Linked DNA regions of Zea mays: region 1 is linked to region 2. A link is a contact called in public Hi-C data. All regions are on one chromosome and are shown on one strand. Each heading gives the region's core, a stretch centred on a gene start, on an enhancer-like site or on the middle of the called end of the contact. The rest is flanking DNA. Distances are from core to core; before and after follow the strand shown.

Region 1 (2,700 bases), core at 170-2,669, 520 kb before region 2:
GGGGAAAACGCTTTCATGCATATAAAGTACCTTCAGCTCAAATCTCTTTGTCTGTTCCTCTATCTGCGTATGTCAGGATGGAGAAAAAAATAACAAATTGTGAAGACACCGAGGTTTTAGCCATTTAGCTTCTTTAAATGAGGACTAGTAGTAATTTAAGCCAAGTTTGCCATAGTGACCTTGAGATCATGGGGGCCAAAAGCATCCCTTATAAGTGCCAGTACCATGCTTCTCTTCCCAACCGCCGGCGGGCCTTCAAAGATGAAATGTCTGCACTGGTGTGCAACAACCTGCATGCAACAGACGAACTTGCCCATGTATCAGATGAACTTGGCCACAATCCTAAAAGCTGCTCTGATACGAAACTGCAAGGCAAACTCTGAAGCAACGTTTGCAATGTGGTCGTGTGATCACCAACCAGCTGGTAGAGCTCGGCGGCGACGGTCTTGTTGCAGATGAACTCGTTGAGGACATTGGGCCGGTACTTGTCCGCCCACACGTACTTGTCGTCGGCCACCACGGGCAATGCGGCGGAGTCGGCGAGGGGCCGAGGGGACTCGTCGCTGTCCGTCTGCAGTGACGGAGACCTCGCTCTCGTCTTGGGCGAAGCTCTGAGCCAGGTTCCCCCACTTCCTCCCGCGACGGTAACGACCGGCGTCGCCTGGTGGTCGCTGCTCCCCGCGCTCTCGCCGGCGGACATGTCCGCTTCGGCAATGGCTTCGGATCCCGCCGCCGGCTCCTCTCTCTCCCTCGAAGGCCCCGTCGTGGGGACGACACTCACGGCGGGCGCCTCGTGGCGCGGCACCACCTCCGGCTCCGCCGCCGATGCAGCCGGTGTGAATGATGGTCTAGGCCGTGGCGGCGGGCTTGGCGCGCGGCACGGCTCCTCGAGTTCGCGCGCGACGGCGCCGCCGCCCTTGGGCAGGAAAGTGGCGCCCCAGCGGTGCAGTTTTACCATGAGCTCAGAGTGCAGCGGCCTGCCGCCCCTCTGGCCGGCCGGACGCCCGCAAGCCGGGACGAGGTACGGGAGGAGACCGCCCTGCCCGAAGCCCCCCTGGCGGCGGCGAGCCTCCCGGCGGCGGTCCTCGGCGATCACCGCGGAGAGCGTGGCGCCCGGCGAGGGGGTTTCCATGTCCGTGGTGATGTAACTTGGGAGCCAGAGAGCGGGAGGTTGACGCGGCGGTGTGTCTGGGCACTGGCATGGCATCTGCGTGGCGTGGCGCGAATAAGGAGGTGATGAAGCCAATGCACGGCGAGAAGAGCGAGGACGTCGACGGGGTCACCAACGCAACGCGATCGAGTGCTCTGCTCCGCTGGGACGGGGACTGGAGCCACTCAGATTTCTGCAGGACGTTGGGAATCATTCCAGAATTGTTCTCTTCTCTTCTGCATTTTTTTTTGCATATGCACCGGTCAGATCGGAGGATTTTTGCAGATGGCGTACATTCATTTGTCATCCTTACAATTGACTCTATATAATTGTTACAGGAGAGGAGAGAGAGCTTCCACTACATCTATATTTATGTTATTTTTTGTGTATGTAGCCAGCCACGCGGACACGCTACCGTGGCAAGGACTTGGATAGGCCATGTGAAAATGACTCGTGGTGCCCTGCCTCCCTTCTTTAGCCAGACGACAGCTACCCCAAACTTCTCCCATTGTTGCTCCATCTCTGGATCCCCTGATCCCCTCTCTTCAGTCTACGAGCTCAAGCCCAAGATTGCGCGGTGGAGACATGTCCCGGTGGGCCGGGGAAGTCATCGGCAATAAGGAGTAGGGCCTCGCAAGGTGGGTATGGGGGCAGATCTCACTGGTCAAGAGATCGACCGGTTAGATTCTATTATGTCTAGGATCAATTTCTAAGCCTCTAGAATACCAATCTATAACTGGAAAATCTCCGATGACGAGTAAATCTTCTACTGAGAGGAATAGGGGGACATACCTTCGTTGTTGTTGTGTTGACACGTCCTGGCTTGGTGTTGGTGGAGTGTGGCCGCCGCCGCCGCCGGTGTCACCTCCATTGCTCTGCAGAGGAACAGTAGGCATCAGAATCCGAGCCGTTAGTTGTCGCTCTTCCAGTCACTCCGACGCTTAGGCGATGGGGCCTCTGCGTGGATTAGGGTTTTGGGCAAGTACTAGCATTGGCTTTTCCTGCGACCCTTAATCCTTTATATATAGCGTCATGTGACCGGGGGCTCCAACCGAGATCAACATGGGCCCTCCCAATCAAGGGCCCGATTAAAGAGACGATTAGTTGGTTGAGTCCAATCTAGTCTCTAGTGACCGGCTATAGAGGACACACACAACAATCTCTCCTTTGTCCTCTACATTCATTATATTCAACTTTTCTGGATTCCATCCCTCAACAAAGTTTACACATAGAGACCAATGCGTGACAATGACCGATTAAGTATCAATGCACTCATTGAATACAACATGCTCCCCTGCTTCAGAATGAAAAGATATTTTACAAAGTTGCAATCTGTAGCCCCTGTGATTCAAGATCATAGGCACTCCCTTAAACCTATGCCGGCTACGTGTTGTCTTAACACGTTGGGTGGAAGGCTTTTGTGAGCGGATTCGCTAGCATCTGCTATCTATTGTTATGCTCAACTTTTATGGTTTGATCCTGAAATCTTCTCCTTAACAACATAACACTAAATGTCAATGAACTTAGCAGTGCCACTTGACTTGTTGGTA
Region 2 (2,700 bases), core at 51-2,550:
GCTTTTTTGACCAGCTTTTCTGAGAATCTGGCTGTGGAAAGAATCTGGCTGTGAGGAGAATCTAAGTATCGTGGGGATTACATGCCGAGGAAGATGAAAGTGTCCATAGAGTTCGTGGAAGATTCCTACTATTGCAACGACTTCATCGATTCTGTGTTTATGTTGATTTTGAAGGGTTTTTATCAAATCGATTTTTATAGAAACGGACTAAAAAGCTGAGCGTTTGACAGTCTACAGCTTTTGGTGACCAGAAGCTGGAAAAAGCTCAAACAAACAGGGACATGTATATGCCACACCATATCACAAGAGACTTCGGTACTACATATGACATGTCATCCAAACAAGTGTGCCAGGCATACCAGAACACTAAAAATAATTTATAAGCAGATAAAACTGAAAAAAAGAGAAGCAGAAAACACATCAAGTAGAAAAAATTCAGAATTTTCATTCAAATAATCATATTTATTATATATTGCACTTGTACATATGAACATGTGATCAATCAGTCACGGTACCTGCTGCAGCAGATTAATATTACTACTATGTGCATGTGATCAATCAATCCACTGCAGCAGATTAGTACAGTATACTACAAGCATTTAGGCATGGCCACAGGTCCACGTACGTGGACAGGTGTGAGAAGAGAAGAGAAGCAGGTGAGGCGAGGCGACCTGACGAAGGAGACGTGGACGCCGAGGCTGCGGTGCGCCGCCGAGCAGTCGATGCAGAGGAAGACGCCGTAGGTGACGGACGCCCACGTCGGGTTCTTGGCGTTGCAATCGAAGCACATCTGCACGCTTGCACCGCCATCAGAAACGGAATTCGCACACACACAAAAAATATTGCACAGGCGGCACTCACACAGAGCAAAAGAAAGTGCGATCAATCCCGACTCCACAATCAAATCGATCACCCATAAAATCCAATCTAATCCACAGTACCTTGTTGTCCGATTTGGCGCGAAGCTTGCGGAAGACGGCGTTCTTATCTGCCGAGGCATCCATCGCCGCCATAGCGCCCACCCACACGGGCAACGAACCCGACCGAATTGAAACCACTCCGGACTGGAATCTTCTTCCCCGTGCTCGATCGATGGGTGGGCCAATCGATCGGCGCGGCAGAGAGGAAGAGGAGTCGCCGGGTGGGAGGAGATGGAAGGGAAGGGGTGGAGGCGAGGAGGAAGAGGAAAGATGGTGGAGGTGGACGGTGCTGCCCCTGCATCCGCATACGTTGATACGCATCAGCCTTTGCGTGCGTTGTCGTCTAGACCCCAGAGCGGCAGAGCCTAGACATACACATACCGGCCAAATTTTTTTTTTTTACAATTTAGCCATTTTCGGTTTTATTTTCAGAAATATACTCTTTTCAGTTTCATTTCAAAAATGACATATAGGTCGACGCCAACACTATTGACGCCTAACTAACACGGGCCGACGTCAATAGCATTGACATCTAAGTCTAGCACACGTCCGACAACATGGTGACGACATATGGCGCCCACGTGGTAGGGGTAGGCGGCGCCACAGATTTTGGCGCCTACCCCCTTTAAACTATACAACAACGTGTTTGGAGGTAAGCACCAAGATCTGTGGCGCCTACCCCTTTAAACCGAACCGGATCAGTTCTTCCTGGCTTTTCTCCATTCGTCTCTTTGCCTTCTCCTCTCTGACGCTCCTGCGCTCGCTGGCCCTCTCCGTCGCCATGCCACCACACGCCGCTCCACCCGTCCCCAGGCACCGCCGCGACTCGGCGTGCCCGCGTCGGCTGTCTTCGAGCCACGCCGGCTCCACTCCTCCTCGGGCGCCGTCGCGGCTGTGGGCCGCTTCCATCCTCGCGACACGCCCTGCCCAGCTGCGTCGCAGCCCACGCCACCACCATCATTGGTAGTTTTTTTAGTATTTTAAATATATAGTTAGTTTTTATTAGGTATTTAGTATTTTAGTTAATTAGTTAGTATTTTAATTAGTATTTTAGTTTTAATTTAGTTTGAAAACTTGGTATGTAGCTAATATAGTTAATATTTTAGTTATTTGGTTAGGATTTTAGTTAGTTATTTAGTTCAAAAACTAGGTTGAGTGTGATAAACGCGAGTTTGATTGAATGTGGTAAATGTGAGTTTTATTGAATGTGATAAATATGGATTTGATTGAGGTGATGGAGGTCGCCATGTGTTTAATGTGATTTGAATTTGGAGGTTTTAGTAACCTCCCCATACAGGGAGGTGATGTCCAAATTTTATACTTAGTACTATGTTATTAGTTGGTTAGTATTTAGTTATTAGTTAGCACTTAGTTAGTAGTTAGTTATTAGTGGGTGGTGGTTAGGGAATAACCATCAATAATGGTTACTGAATGATGGACAATTTTTTGAGCATATATCATGGTCATGGAGGCAATGTGGAAGAAGATCCCTATGGAAATGCTAAGTTCATTGACATGTGACACGTGCCCGTGCTATTCGTTGGTACACCCTCCTTGAGTGATATGTTTACAAAGGCTAAACAAAAGCTAGGTTACCATGAAGATGACGACTGTTGGGGGCCTTCGGCTTCCGAAGGTCCTCAAAAACAAGATTTAACAGTGTTTCTGGAGTATAATGTGTGAACAGGTATCTTCGGACTCGAGTCGATATCACAGTAGGAGAAGCCCAAATAATACGAAGGTTGATACGGCGCCGAAGATGTGAGCAGGAAAGCTTCGG

What was found. A called contact is a pair of places that touch in the nucleus more often than the background predicts.
Region 1: a Hi-C map of tassel shows a contact between it and region 2, with 3 times the contacts expected there. The contact joins the promoter of LOC103637697 here to the promoter of LOC103637695 in region 2. A contact is called at or near these places in 4 of 25 Hi-C or Micro-C datasets (ear, endosperm, leaf and 1 more).

The regions. Positions count from the first base shown.
Region 1 is chr1:100,468,951-100,471,650 of Zm-B73-REFERENCE-NAM-5.0, reverse strand. LOC103637697 (replication factor C subunit 5) reads right to left here and starts at 1,419. Exons shown (of 11, transcript XM_008660366.4): 1 at 419-1,419; 2 at 180-290; 3 at 31-63. The coding sequence starts at 1,207.
Region 2 is chr1:99,948,783-99,951,482 of Zm-B73-REFERENCE-NAM-5.0, reverse strand. It overlaps LOC103637695 (probable ADP-ribosylation factor GTPase-activating protein AGD8), which reads right to left and starts at 1,300. Exons shown (of 7, transcript XM_008660358.2): 1 at 942-1,300; 2 at 672-790. The coding sequence starts at 1,241.